Regions from separate parts of the Gossypium hirsutum genome. Here regions 1 and 3 are each linked to region 2. A link is a contact called in public Hi-C data. All regions are on one chromosome and are shown on one strand. The core of a region is the stretch at or near the end of the contact, and the rest is flanking DNA. Distances in the headings are between cores, read along the strand shown. Region 1 holds the start of LOC107941838. Region 2 holds the start of LOC107932930 (receptor-like protein kinase HERK 1). Region 3 holds the start of LOC121203658 (protein SODIUM POTASSIUM ROOT DEFECTIVE 2-like).

Region 1 (2,855 bases), core at 114-2,613, 210 kb after region 2:
AGAGGATGATGAATAATAAATATACATATATAACCTTTTGGTTCAAATAAAGTAATAAACCAGAAGTAAAAAGTGTTTAAAAAGTTGTACTACTCTAAAATCATCCAAATTAATCCTCTAAAAAGCGTATCCAATGTACACCATCACCCTCACATTGATTTTAACGTTTACAAAACTGAAGGAAACCTACTTTCAACTCATTGAAGCCTTTGGCGCTTTCCTGCTAGGAATGAGATTTGAGAGTTAGCACCATTGCTCAGCTCAGGAGCAGAACCAGAAGCTGCAAAATCCAACATAGCGACTGAACATGACTGACCAGACCCACGAATCATTTGAGGGCACATTGGCGATGAGTTGTTCAATTGTTTTACAAAAACAGTAGAACTGGGATTGGGACAGGCACCTGGTTTCTGGTTATCAAGTTTAGAATGACAAGCTTTGATGGAAATAGGTGGGATTTTGTAAGTTCGCAAAGGCGGTGGGGGATTTCGCCATCGAGGAAGGGGCCCAGCAACGAGAAGTGTTTGAAGAAGAGGGCTTGCTTCCATTACAGCTTGCAAAAGCTTCCCTTTTTCAGGCAAAGTTTTCCCCTTTGCAAGGTTATCAATCAAACTGTTGTCGGCCATGTTATTATTAATGCTTGAAAAATCTGGTGAAGTAACTGCATCAAACAAGGAATCTACTGGGGAAGACCCATGTGAGGGGTGATGATTATACGTCTCTGACAAACTGCTTGATTCAGTCATGCTGGAGTTTGCTTTTGCTGCTGCAATCATAAGCAGATTTTCAGGCTGGGATTGAGGGAGGATTGTAGAAGAAGAAGACGAAGAAGAAGAAGCCATTAACTTGTTAACTAGCTTTTCGACCTGATCTCTTGCTTCATCTCTTTCTTGGCAAGCAAGTTTTACAAGATTTACCAAATGGTTCACTTCATCCCTGTATTTCCTTATTTGTTCATTCGCTTCCATTTTCACCGACTCTATCTCAATACTAGTGTATTGAAGCTTGAGTTTCAGTTCATCAAAATCCTGTTTAACCAGAAAAAAGAAAAGGAAAAAGGGTTAGTTTCAGACTTCATCAAAATTGCACTTGCCAAACCCTATAGTTTCAGTGGGAACATGTTGACCCAAATTAGACCTATATTTAAAAAAAAAATCATAGAATATTGAACCAGAAATATTAACATAAAGCAAGTAAGACCACCTCTTGATAGTTCCACAAGGGACTCAAGTCTTCCATTTGCCGGGGAAAAAAATAAACACAATGAATGCAAAGAAAAGAAAAAGGAGGAAAATATCAGAAATACTGAGAAAGGGAGTTAAGAAAAGGCAGACATTTATAGAACAATGGAATGCAAATAAAGACAAGAGAAAGAGATGGCCCTTCTTTTTTCTCGTTTTATCACTCACGCAATGTTAAAACTTTCCTATTGGATAATACATACATAAATAAATCCCATTAAACCCTTTCCCACCTTTTCAGTACTCTTCTCCCTCTCCTTCCATTTCTTCCTCTTTATTACTATTACTATGTGCTTCCTATTTTTTTTAGGTCGACCTATCAAAACCTCAAATTTTATAGAATGTCCCTATATTATATATTTTTTCCATTTCATTTTTTTATTTTTTATTTACATACTATAAAATATTTCCAACTTTAATTTCAACTCGTATTTTTTAAATAAAAAATAATTGGTCTGTTTTTAAAATCGATTTCATGTGAAATTTAAATTGGATGAAATTCGAATTGTTTGCCACCGAGAGCTTAGAATAAAGTTTAACTCTCGTACAAGAAACGGATGTTTCTAGGTTTTATCATTTTCCTTGTATACTTCACACGGTTTCCCTTCCTAACGGTTTCTTACCTTTTTTTTATTATTATTATAATTAAAAGTGTGTTTATCCGTTTTATGAATTGAGATTAATTATATTTTGATTGAGAGTAAATATAAATAAATTTTTTTTAAAAATTATAATTTTAAGATTGAAACTTAATTCAAGTGTATAATAAAATCATTGGTTGGTATTTTTTTTTTTAGTTTTAATTATGTTTTATAACTTTCATGATCTTGATTTTAATGCTTTTACTCTATTTTTGTTGAGGAGGGAGGGATATTTAAATTAGACCTCGAGTGTATGAAGTTTTGCCCACTGTTTTCTTAACTAAAATGATAAGCTAGCATTTAATGACTCCAATTAAAAATAAAATCAATTAATTTGATGAATTTGGTAAGAACCAATTAATCTTATTTTTTGGCAGCGACAAGTATGGCAGGGAGTAGTAAAGGTTTGCCAAGTTAGAAGATGAAAAAGATGGTGGAGACAGGAGCTAGTGTGGGGCGGGCTGCAACTCGACTGAAGGGCAAAGCAATCATCAGCTTTGGTTTACATATTCGATACAATTTTGGTTACTAATTCTATTCTTCTATATATATTTATATTTATACTTGTTTTTATTCTATTATTTTGCAATATATATATATTTCTTGTAGGATTGCATAAGTTGTGCTCACGATGTTACCTTGGTGACAACAAATTTTAATTCTATGGTACCTAGTCTTCCTTGGATTTGCACTACTTTTTTATCTACGAATTTATTTTGCTTTTCGCCATGAAATTTAAAATTGGTAGATTTAATACCCATCATTTCAAGTAATGGCTTTTTAGTTGTTTTATTTAAAAATTTTAGGGTAAATTATAAAAATAGCCACTCAACTATGTTTTTGATTTTATTTTGATCCCCTAACTATTAATTTTTCAATTTAGTCACTTAACTTTTTAAAATTAAATATTTTAGTCACTTGCTCTCTCTCTAATATCCATCATTCTATTTCATGCTCATTTCTTTTTAAATCA
Region 2 (2,840 bases), core at 199-2,698:
GCTCTAGTATTTGATACAGTTGATGCAAGATTCTTTTCTATAAGGAAACTCTGATCAGGCACCCATGTTCGATGAAGGGTATCGTTCTTGAAGGACACCATAGGTCCCCCCATATTCACCCTAGCAACCGTCTCCAGTGCCTGCCACATCAAGCCTTGGAATCCCACTGATGATTTAACAGTACGGGCGTGGTCTGGAATGAGCTGATCAGGAACTGAAACAACTTCCAGGGCATTTATAAAAGCAAATGAATTCTCTGAAGGAGTGAATATGATGGCAAGGCTATCGGTGGTGATATTAACAGAGAATTCTTTGACAAGATGAGCTCCAACACTGAAACTGCTGAGAAGGACATGGTTTTCAGTGGAAACATCGAACTTTGCCGAACTCATATTGTAAGTAGCATAAACAAATGGACTGAAATAAAGGCGAATCCAGAGTCTCCCCCGTTGGCTGATTGGAAATGTATACTTAGAAACACCGGTAAAGATTCTAGCTGTTTGATAGAGCCGTGAAACGGCAGAAGAGATGATTGATTTCGAAGTGTTCCCAACAACACGTTGTGGTGTAGAAAGGAGTTTAGAGGCTAAGTCATCAGCCATGAAAACTCGACCACCCACTGTACTATTAGCTAGTGATCCACAATCAATAAGGTAGTTGTCTGCTGGTGTAAACCCTCTAGCAAAGCATTGAAAACATAAGACTGAAGAAACCCAGATGAGCAATTCAATTATCTTACAACCCATCTTTTCAAATCCTAGCAAGTAACAGTAACACCAAAGCTTTGAATCTTAACAGGAACTGAAATCCTGGATTCTTACATAAACTACAAATGGATTAATAGCAAACAATAATAGAAATTAAAGAAACAACAACTAAGAGATCTGAATTAAAGACAAAAGCTGGAACAAAGAAACAGAAAGAGAACCGAATCAAAGAGATGAAAAGATGAAACCTTTGAATTTTAGATGAACCAGACTCAAAAAATCAAATCTTCTATGCAGCCGTAATGGAAATTTGGCAGAGTTTTCGTTGCAATTTCCAATGCAGATAGAGCAGGGTGCATACATAAGCGGGTTTAACTTCAAACTAGATTACAACGTCTCCCACTTAATTGTTTCTATTTTTTTTTCCCCATTTTGGTTCATATTCTTAAATAAACAGAACACAAAGAGGCTAAAGGTGGTGTAACAAAAATACGAATAAGCAGAACAAATAATAAGAAAAACACTGTTTAAATGTCTAATTTCTGGTTTGGTAAATCAACGATAGATGTAAAGTGAATACAATAAAAACAAAACAATAACATGCAGAAGAGATAAGAGCAAATTTAAAGTTAGGAAATTTATGGAGAGAGAGGCGTCTTTATGGGTTTTAATGACGGTGGGTAGAAAACAGAGTTTTAAGTTTTCTAGTAACATAAAGGTTATTTACTCTCCATCCTGCTAGTTGGGGGTGGTTTTGAGCGGTGACTGGGGAAAAGCAAATGCCTTCCTCTATAAACTTTAAAGTCTTTTTAAGTTTTAATGGATTGATGTCAATCTCTTTCCTTTTGTTTAATAATTGATATCAAATTTCAATAAATAAATTGAAACTGAAAATTATAAGAAATGAAATAAAACGTTTTGTGGGAGGGTTATGTAGCTACGTAAAAATTTATTTTGGTTGTTAATTGAGACGATTTTTGAAAATTTGAAAATTAATTTTCGATTTTATTAAAAAAGGGGAGTCGTCACTAATCTTTTCTTCTAGATGTGATCGGAAATCTAATAAATCTTCTTTTTAGAAAAAAATATTTTTGAGTAAAAAAAAGGTCGAGTTTAGGTCTACGTCAAAATCCAGAAAAAAATAGGATTCGGAAGTCAGTTACGCACGAGAAAGGTATTGGCACCCTCGCGACGCCCAAAATTGGTATCCCTTTAAACACGCGTTGTCTTTAATTTCAAAAAAAAAATGAATTCAATTTAATATTTAATCATGATCCTATTGAAACACGAGAATTTTGAAAACACGAAAATTTTGAAACTTGAAAATATTTTTTTAAAACCCGAGAGATTGTGAAAACACAAAAATTCTTGAAAACCTGAGAATCTTTGAAACCTGAGAAATTAAAAAAAACGAAAATTTTTGAAAACACGAAAATTTTTGAAACCCGAATTTTTTTTATAAAAAACACAAAAAATTTACAACACTAGAATTTTGACAAATTACATATCCTCATCTACATTTTGAAAATAAAATTTGATCACTTACCAATAATCACTAAAATAATTATCCTATTTCAAAACACGAGAATTTTTAAATTTTTCGATTTTTTTTAAAAGGACGTCCCATTTTTAACACGAGCCAATGATGTTCACCCAACATAGCGATGAAATCAAAGACTTAATGTTAAATCGACACGTTGCCTTATTTATTGAAATTAATTAAAAGAAAATAAAAATATTTCTAAAATAAAAAAAACTAATAATAACGTTGCAATAATATGTGATCTAAAATATATATTAAATTGGAATGGGTAAATAATAATAAAAAGGGTAAGAATATACCGAAGCCCAATGTTATGGGTTACTGAAATTAATTTCTTTTCTCCTCGGGTTGCTGAAATGGACCTTTGTTGGTGATCGTCACTGGATCAGATTGCCGCAAATAGGGTCGGGTTGACCCAGCTATTTTAAAATTTATTTTCGTCTTTTTTAGACTAAATTTTTGCTTGGCCCACATAAAATTTACATAAAGACAAAAGATTCAAATCATTTCAGCCTATTACAAAATAATCTCAGCCCAACTAACTTAATATTTCAAACCAAACTAAACCCAACTCACTAATTTAAAAAAAA
Region 3 (2,800 bases), core at 64-2,563, 190 kb after region 2:
ATTATTAACATACAAGTATAATTGTTGGACGTAGGAGAAAGAACAACTTGTTGACCAGTGGTTACCCACAATATTATCTACTGTTTTTTATTACAAAAAGTTGCATGAAATGAAAGTGATAGAGGTCACAAGAGAAGGACAATGAAACTGAGAACAAATGAAGTGGGTCGTCCTTTATATTAATTACCATGAATAAGTTAGAGAATAACAATGGATATCTTAGTTTATTGAAATAAAATAGGATTAATTTATACATATTGTGAAGCTGCTTCCGCTCTGCCGGTGCCCATCCCATATTCCCCGGTCTATTGTTAATCATCATGGGGATTCAAATTTTGATATTATTTTAATAGACTGAATCAGATTACTGGAGTGTTAATAGACTAAATTGAGAATTTCAATTTTACGTCACCACTTTAAAAACATGGTACAAAATAATTGCATATGAATAAATTGGATTAAATCTTGCCTTATAATTTATTTATAAGTATATCTAAGGTGATTAAATTATTAGTAACTTTACATTTTAATTACTCAATTTTAATAAGTTATAAAATGACAAATAAACTATTCGAAAGTTTTCATTTAAGTTACTGGACTATTAAAATAGGCGTTGTATGACTGTTTCTATTTGTACTGCCTACACTAATAGAACAACGCTCACGTTCCCCTTCTCTTTTACATTACAGTTTATTTTTTTCTATGAAACAACCTTGAATATTGGAATCTGTGAACTAAAATCCAAACAACTTTCTTCTTTTATCTCTGACACTGATCGTCAGATCGGTTTGGATCTAAAGAATGTTCTTCTACTTGTCGATGAATATTGATTCACCATATCGATTGTCGAATCGTCGTTTGGAGCTTGCTAACTAGAGTTTTTTTTAAGGAAAAAAAATCTCAATAGCCAATGACTTAATTAAAAATTCCAAATAATTTAGTGACTTAAATGAAAACTTTTAAAAATTTAGCGACCATTTTGTAACTTCTTAAAATTAAACTTACTACATTGAATGTAATTTACCCATATTTAAAATTTTTCCCTCTCTTTCCCTTTCTCTCTCCTTAATCCACCTATTACAAAAACGGATTAGTTGGCCTTATCAAGATCCTTTATTACTCTTTTGTAACTCTATTTCAGCTTTTCTTCCTCAAAACTATACCATATTTACTTCAACAAAACTTCAGTGTGTCATGAAGGGAATGCATCTTTTCTGTGCTTCTCCAGCTTCCATAGCCACCTGCTCACGCTTGGACCATCGCTCCATGGTCCGCCATGGCCATAGGCCTCTTGATCCTCAAAAGTCTAAACCATATTCACCTTGCTCATCACAACTGCGCCTATAATTCCTACGACTAGAAACAAGCCTGTTAAGCCAAGTGATGTACGTCGTAAAAGCTCAGCCCATATTCATGATCTAACTAGTCCTCCAACCAACGGTTCCACCAGATATCTTCTAAGTGATAGGCCCTTTATCGATTGTTTATCAGACTCTGACCATGTCCCAGCAAAGCCTAAGCATGTGGTGGTTTTGCGGGTATCAATCCACTGCAAAGGATGTAAAGGAAAAGTAAGGAAACAAATCCCGAAAATGGAAGGTCAGTTTCAGCAACAGATTGAAAAGCTTTTGCTTATATTATCTGACCATGCTTTTGTAACATGTTTCTTAATGTTAAAGCAAAGCATAAAACCCAAAGTAGTTATTATTGGTCGTAAAGAAAAATGCAGTATCATATTAGAAGCTAGGTAGACATGGTGTTATTCAACATTTGTTTTGTTTGCAGGAGTGACATCATTTAGTATAGATTTGGCCACAAAGAAAGTGACGGTAATTGGCGATGTAATACCTTCAAGCGTTCTAGAAAGCGTGTCCAAGGTGAAGAATGCCCGGCTCTGGTCATCTCCATCTGCATCTCCACCCGTGGTCAAACCAATTACTGATTAATATTACTCGAATTCCAAACCTGCTGGATGTAATCTCTAATAATGCTATAAGAATTTGCAGTTGGTGTGGATCCCATGTCTACATGCATGCTTATATACAAAACCGTAACGTAAATTAATCCGATGTAAGCTTTTAGGATTATTATCGTATCATAACCTTTGTTTTATTTAGATTATTCAAAGATAAAGAGGATGTTGAGTAATCCCTAAATTGGATTAATATTGCATTGTAGAAAACCCTAAATTGGGTAACCCCTCTCTTTTATAATTTGTTTTTGGTTAATTATGTCATAGGTCTATGTACTCTTCATAAACTTAAAATTTGATCCATATTCTTTTATTTTGAGAATTTAGTCCTTTTACCTTTTAGATTTTAAAATTAAGATCCGATTGTTAACATTATTAAAATTATTGGTGTTACATTTTGAAATTAAAAAAAAAACTCATTTTGTTGGCATTATAACTGAAAAAATGACATTTTAATGAACTTTAATCTAATAAAATAAATTTAATAATATTAAAAATTAAACCTAAATTTAAAAATCTGAAAAAATAAAGTGACTAAATTCCTAAAAACAAAAGTAAAATGACTACAAACGGCTTGAACTGGAAAAAACTAACCCAGGCCTTTATCTGTGTTATATTGTTTTTGGATACAGTGGGCTTGGCCCGTGACTTTGAGCCACTGGAAACTAGAGTGAATTTGAAAACCCTATCTATATAAACCCTAATTTCTTCTTCGCCTGTTACTAGCAAACCCTAACGGCTCCGCTTCTTCATCGACAGGTCTCTCTTGCTGCCCTATTTTATCTTATATTTTTCATTTCCCTATTTTCTGTTTCGAAGTGATTTCGG

What was found. A called contact is a pair of places that touch in the nucleus more often than the background predicts.
Region 1: a contact with region 2 is called in a Hi-C map of leaf, with 2.4 times the contacts expected there. The contact joins the promoter of LOC107941838 here to the promoter of LOC107932930 in region 2. A contact is called at or near these places in 2 of 34 Hi-C or Micro-C datasets (both in leaf).
Region 3: a contact with region 2 is called in a Hi-C map of leaf, with 7 times the contacts expected there. The contact joins the promoter of LOC121203658 here to the promoter of LOC107932930 in region 2. A contact is called at or near these places in 4 of 34 Hi-C or Micro-C datasets (all in leaf).

The regions. Positions count from the first base shown.
Region 1 is chrA07:16,484,521-16,487,375 of Gossypium_hirsutum_v2.1, forward strand. It overlaps LOC107941838, which reads right to left and starts at 1,364. Exons shown (of 2, transcript XM_016875462.2): 1 at 1,204-1,364; 2 at 14-1,028. The coding sequence starts at 1,239. The coding sequence ends at 198.
Region 2 is chrA07:16,273,679-16,276,518 of Gossypium_hirsutum_v2.1, forward strand. It overlaps LOC107932930 (receptor-like protein kinase HERK 1), which reads right to left and starts at 1,449. Exons shown (of 1, transcript XM_016865052.2): 1 at 1-1,449. The coding sequence starts at 746.
Region 3 is chrA07:16,467,782-16,470,581 of Gossypium_hirsutum_v2.1, forward strand. LOC121203658 (protein SODIUM POTASSIUM ROOT DEFECTIVE 2-like) reads left to right here and starts at 1,314. Exons shown (of 2, transcript XM_041074088.1): 1 at 1,314-1,599; 2 at 1,786-2,185. The coding sequence starts at 1,314. The coding sequence ends at 1,946. It overlaps LOC107941848 (60S ribosomal protein L23A), which reads left to right and starts at 2,606. Exons shown (of 4, transcript XM_016875474.2): 1 at 2,606-2,731.